Regions from separate parts of the Mus musculus genome. Here region 2 is linked to region 1. A link is a contact called in public Hi-C data. All regions are on one chromosome and are shown on one strand. Each heading gives the region's core, a stretch centred on a gene start, on an enhancer-like site or on the middle of the called end of the contact. The rest is flanking DNA. Distances are from core to core; before and after follow the strand shown. Region 1 has its middle 51 kb from the start of Gm5420. Region 2 holds the start of Sgk1 (serum/glucocorticoid regulated kinase 1).

The links. A called contact is a pair of places that touch in the nucleus more often than the background predicts.
Region 2: a contact with region 1 is called in a Hi-C map of the N1E-115 cell line, with 3 times the contacts expected there. The contact joins the promoter of Sgk1 here to the enhancer-like site in region 1. A contact is called at or near these places in 11 of 39 promoter capture datasets (the 3T3-L1 cell line, 3T3-L1-derived adipocytes, the C10 cell line and 5 more), 6 of 484 Hi-C or Micro-C datasets (the N1E-115 cell line, cerebellar granule neurons, cerebral cortex and 3 more), 2 of 115 datasets of contacts at active chromatin or transcription factors (embryonic midbrain and forebrain) and 3 of 9 other capture datasets (adipose tissue, embryonic stem cells and liver).

What each region holds. Positions count from the first base shown.
Region 1 is chr10:21,740,794-21,743,773 of GRCm38.p6, forward strand. No RefSeq gene overlaps it. Among named protein-coding and RNA genes, the nearest start is that of Gm5420, 51 kb to the left of the region's middle. Within about 2 kb of position 1,573, at least 10 of the 459 cell types and tissues checked have an H3K27ac peak or open chromatin away from gene starts, as enhancers often do. A contact at or near this core is called in the N1E-115 cell line and adipose tissue, where this site is marked.
Region 2 is chr10:21,880,694-21,883,673 of GRCm38.p6, forward strand. It overlaps Sgk1 (serum/glucocorticoid regulated kinase 1), which reads left to right and starts at 1,491. Exons shown (of 14, transcript NM_001161845.2): 1 at 1,491-2,014. The coding sequence starts at 1,946. It overlaps Gm46215 (a long non-coding RNA gene), which reads right to left and starts at 1,585. Exons shown (of 3, transcript XR_001779732.1): 1 at 1,500-1,585; 2 at 1,005-1,057.

The DNA.
Region 1 (2,980 bases), core at 323-2,822:
AGTATATGCACAAAGTGTATAAATTTAAATAATGTAAATTAAAATAATATATCTAAGATATGTGTATACAGTTAAATAACTAGAAATGAATTTATGAAAACTTTCTCTAAATCTCTTTAGTTAATTGGTGAATAAATTTCCTTCATCTAGTTAGATATTTAGCAAATTGTCTAAATTAGTTAGGGTTAATCTGGAGTCTGCTGTCAAGACAGATGAAAGCATCTTAAAGGTCACTTGTCAGACATAAAGGGACTGCAATGTAAGCCCACTAGTGATAGAGAAATCACAGAGCCACCTGGAAAAGGCTTTAAGTTAGATATGAAATACAGGTAGGGCCCACATAAATATTATATTTTGAAAAACAAGAACTTTGTACACAAATAGGCAGGAAAGACTGTTTGTGGGAAATGCCACTGGGTACCATGACAACAGTCCCACTGAAAAGTTCTATAGTAATAGACATATAAACATATTACATGTAATACCATAAATATATACCATGTAATACCATAAGCATATATCATGCAATAACATAAACATATACCATGCACTAACATAAACATATGCCATGTAATAGCATAAACATATACCATGCAATAAGTCCATGCAGACTTTCATACTCATTGAATCATGTAGGAAGAAAAGCTCTTTCTGCTATTACAATACTTAGAAGATCTATGTTATTTCAAAAATTAAATTGTCCCTTTATTTATTTATTCAGGCCTTTCAGGTCACTAGGGAATAAAAATGAAGTCATGTGTCAGGGTGGTTCTGGGTGGGACATGTGCCAGTCTGGGGTTCAGGATGGCTCTGGACTGGAGGCTGTGTGCTCTTTGGGGAGGCAGAGAGGCTCACACTTGCCCCCAGCATTCCAACATCTGAACATGAAGTTCTTGGCTCCTGGAGCAGCCGACCGATTAGCAGAGCCTCATGTGACCCACGGAGGACATTTTAATTACAGTCGGTCTGGTAACATTTACCCAGCCGAAGGTGTCTGGTTCGTTAAGTACCCCCCCCCCAGAAGCTGAATCTAAGAAACATATGCCAGACTGGCCTTCGGCCTGTGAAAGATAGGCAGGGCATCTGATCAAAATAGACATGATGACAAGCCCTCAGATTCATTTCATCTAGGGACAATCTCCTCGGGTTCTGTAATGACACCAAAATAAACTGCCCTAGGTTGAGAGGAACCGATACATTGTGTAAAAACCTACAGAGACACAGCTGTGCAGCCACCCCTGTACCCGACTCCAGTTTTCATATCTGCAACACGGTGAAACAGAAAATCCTTCCTGATCTTCGGCTTCAACCCACGGCAGACGGAGTGAGGATAAAATCAACCCTTCGCACCTAGCAGTGTTCAGTCCCTGGTACTTAGCCAGCCGCCCTAACGTTAACAAGCTTAGTTCTGGGAAGTACCTTCTGGACCAAAAGATAAGACCGCTCGTCCCCGGCAAATCGCATTTTCTCAAATATTTTTGCCCAAAGCTGAGGTGTAAGCCTTCTAATAGAATTATGCAAATTTTGTCCTAACTCTGAATGTTTTAAGAAGGAAACATCACTTTGAAGCGTCACAGATACGCGGGCCTGACACTGCAAAAGCAAGCTGGGGACTACAGTCAGTGATGGAGACAGGGATGATACCGGAGGCAGGACCTCCTGAATCTCTGAGGTGGTTATGTTTTGCACAGACTTCAAGCACCTCCTGCCTCGGAAGGTCAGTCTGACTGTGGATGTGAGGATGGAATTGCTGACTGGACATTAGGGGATTATCTGCTTGGCAGAACAGAGCCCGGTTCCAGTGCATCTTGCTCCTGATTTGAACTGGCTGGCGGAGCGCAGACATCCCAAGCACAAGGTTGGATGGTGAACATGGACAGCCAAGCAAGGCTTTTGTAGCTCCTAAAAGCAGATATGGTTGCTTGGGAAATAATTTTACGAGAGGCGTATTCCTTTATGTGATCTGGAAAGATGACTATAAAGAATGTGTCCAGTCTAATACATGCTTAACATTTCAGACTAGGCTACCATGCCTTTTTAAAATGTCCACACATGGAAGGTAGGTCAGCTATACTATGGGAAAGCACACAAATTGTTCTCACTCTTTGATTCTTGACCCCTTCACACACGTATGAACAAAAGCATTTATTTGAAATAGTGTGTGCCACAAAGCACTGTCAGATTGTGAACTCATACCTAAGTGGCCAATGAAAGCTGTGATCTTATTGGACGAAGCCTGAATGGCAACCCCAACCAAAACATAGTTTCCTGTTAGGAATTTCTTGAACTTGAAAGACAGAACAAAAGCAGAGGTGTTCCCAGTTGTCCTGTGAGCTGGGTTTCTCCTTGGGTTGTGTGTTTCTATCATTGTTGCCCTTCCAGGTGAATATAGTCTCTTTCAAAAGACAGTGGCTATACAAGGCAGAGAGGTCAAGGGGAGATGGGGTGTAGGCAGAGATGCTTGTCAAGCCTTTGCCTGTATCCCAGTTGACCTGATCTTTACTGCTGGCATTCTGTCCCTGAAAGACTTCAGTGAAAATACTCCTGTATATTAAAAAAACAAAAACGAAAAGCCACTCAACACAGCAACCTCCCTGAAAGGCCCAGGTTCTTCCCTCTCAGCCTGTGCCTTCTCTCTCTTGGCACTGCCCTGTCATGTACCCTTTGGAAGCAGCCACTTGACTGGCCGCTGTGAAGAGTGCTGCTAGCCCCAAACTTGTTTGCTCCCATCCGCCAATGCTATGTGCACTCTCAGCTAGCACAGCTGCCAAGAGGCTCAAGTTGGGAACACTAGCTGTCTCAAATATGTGATTCGGATTTCAAAACCAAGTCCTGTGCTCCTGGCACTCACAAGCTTCCAAGAAACTAGGGGCTTTGCTGTCACTGTCTTTACTGCAAGACAGTTTCTTTTGCAAGTTGCTTGTTATTTACTGGCATTAAAATCTGACATCTGGAGGTCATCGGAAATTGAAGAGTTGCT
Region 2 (2,980 bases), core at 241-2,740, 140 kb after region 1:
TTCTCTTTGAGTTCTCTCTGGTGATTTTAGATGGCCCCTTTAGGAAAATCACGGCCTACTGAAGCTGTAGATTACATAATGTATCCTTGTGTCTTGTACAACTTCATCCATATCTCACCTCATAGAAACTCATACTCTAAAGGAACTCAGGCACCTCTTCCCCAGTTAATCCACGTTTCCCATATAAATGGTGTAACAATGTGGGTTTTGTTGTTGTTATTGTTCTGTTTGGGTGTTGTTTCTGGCTAGGATCCCATGAATTCTAGTCTGGCCTCAAACTCTGAGGATAAGCTTGCATTTCTGATCCTCCTACCTTTAACCTCCCAACTGCAGGGGTTCTAATCCCATGTTGCCACAGTGTCTGTCGCTGTTTTGTTTTTTCTTTTGTTTGTTTGCTTGTTTTGTGGTCCTGAGGATTAAACTCATGGTTTCATGCAAGCACTCAATCAACAATTATTTTTAAGGATAGTTCTAGTGTATTTCCTACCAGTGAACGCTTACTGGTTTTGGATTTGAATGCTATATTTGAATAGAATGAGATGTCAAACAAGTGATTGAGTGGCTGAATTAATGAATGAGTGAATGAATGAGTGAGTGAGTGAGTGATCGTGTATGTCTATCTCATAGACCAAAGTACAGCCGGAGGTGAAGTAGCTGATCAAAACCACATGCTAACAGGGACCCCAAACCTTTTTGCTATAAATCCTATTTAAAAAACAAAACAAAACTCATAAAATATCAGCATCAAAGAGCACAAGTGGAAACGAGCTACGCATAATTAAATGTTTTTGTTAAATGAATTCACTTTGCAGAGGTTCAGGATAAGTTGGGGCATGTAAAAAGACTCGTCCTTGCTTCCTGTGACTCCCTTAGCATTGAATGGATTCAGCACGAATTTTTGGTGAAGGTCTGGGCAAGGTTCTGCCTATTGGTTTTGCACACTTTGTTTCTGTTCATTGATTTTCTCTTACTGCCGGCTTCTCTGTTGAAAAGGGTGGGCTTACCTCCCCAGTTGTTCCTTCTAATGTCACAGCGGAAGGAAGGGCATCCGAGGACCCTACAGAGTAAGAGACCATTCACTGCTACACATGTGTAGGCACATTATTTTATTTTTCAAGGTTTCATAGGGCAGGAACACGTTTGATGCCCCCCACCCCCTGCCTCCGGGGCTTGGTATCAGAACCGGAATCTGAAGAACTTCATTGAGAATTACATTATTGGGTCTGCATTTTACTCTGGTTACCACATTGTTGCAAAGAAAAACCAATTCAAAGAACCCTCCCAAGGGAATCCGTTGTTCTGTGTTTTCTGTGTCTCCTGACCATCCTCTGATCTTACTCACATATGCATGCATGCATCCTTGCTCCTTCCTGCCTTGCTTTCTCTTTCCATTTACCTTTCTGAGGAGGCTCTCTCCCTTCCTCCTTCCCTCCCTCCGGCTTCAGCTCTTTCTTACTCCTTCCCCCAGCTGCTTAACTACAGCTCCCACTGGAACCTACACAATCAAAAACAGCTCTCCTCCAGCAGCCTCCAGCAGCGCATCACCTGGAGCAGAGCGAGTCGCTCGCTCCCCGCTCAGCCCGGGAGCAGCTCGGTAGCTGGGGGCGGGGACGGTACCCTGCTCTCGCCTGAGCGCCCGCCAGAGCATCTCTGGATAGATTTGCTGTATCCCGCCATCCGGCCCCGGGGTCCTGTTGTGGTGATGCTTACGTTTCAAAGCAATGATGGAAAGAGAAAAGCCATTGCCAGTGGCCTCTGAAAGTGGGGCGAGTTACTGCAGTCGCTGCCGCAGCAGGATGAGCGAGTGAAAAACTGAGCCCCGTTAGCCTCTCCATCCCGTTCGGTCTTCATTCACCGTCTCCAGGAAGGCGGATCGGGATACAGATGCAGTAAACCAAGCCGGTGCCACCCTGGATCTATAACTGTGAAGTCCCTTCTGTGGAAGATGGTAAACAAAGACATGAATGGATTCCCGGTCAAGAAATGCTCAGCGTTCCAATTTTTTAAGAAACGGGTAAGCCCAGGTTGTGGTTGTTGCTTTTGTTTTCTACGCTGCTTCTCTCAAATGCTTTTGGAGGCTTGCCTAGGGTAAGCCTCGGGTTTTGTTACTGAGCCCTTCGTGAAAGCAGAGCTTCTGGTGTCAGTGGTCAAGGTGAGCGCTGGCCCTGCTGAGATTCATATTTGTTGGGGGGTGGGTAGGGGAGATGTTGATGGAAAGGGGGGGCTCAGAGGAGTTGCATTGGAAGAAGGGGGTTGGGCCGAGATGCCTTCAAATGGGTTTAAGATGGGAACTGAGATTTCTCAATCAAAGCCATGCCCAGGATTACAAGGCAGTTTCAAAGACAGCTGGCCCGAGTGCAGTTAATAAGAAGCAATTTAGTCTGGGCTAATTAAGTAGCTCTCTCGCTCTTATCTTTGAAGGGTTCAACTTTGCCACACCTTCCCTCCGTCTCAAGGGCTGCTGCATTTTCGTCTTCAATTGTTAGAAGCAGCTTTGGCTCCTCAAATCCATTCTGCCACTATCTCTATCTTTGGGGTAAACAGGAAAGGACCAGAGTGACCTTTGACAGAAATGATGGACTCCCAACATCTCAAACCCTCTATTTCAAGTTGCCTCAATTTTGCCTAGCACACGTGCCCTTACCAAAAGAATAAGGGATAGCCTGTTTTATAGCCCAAACTATGATTGGGGGGGGGGGCGTGCGGGGAGGGTTCTGCTGCTATGTACATTTGCTGTATACATTTGTTTAAATTCCTTTCATTCATAATGTTAGTAATGTCATAGGGCTGTAAATGAATAGACCTTTCTCTGTTTCACAGATAAACTCAGTTCATTGCAATGGCCACACTGGAGGTCTGTGGCTCTGCAAATTTATACATGAGTGGGGACTCAGAAATGAGTGGTTGTTGGAAGACTGATCATTGACATCCTTATGGGGAGTGTCTCTTAAGCAATAGGAGGCTCCTGTAGCCCCAGTTG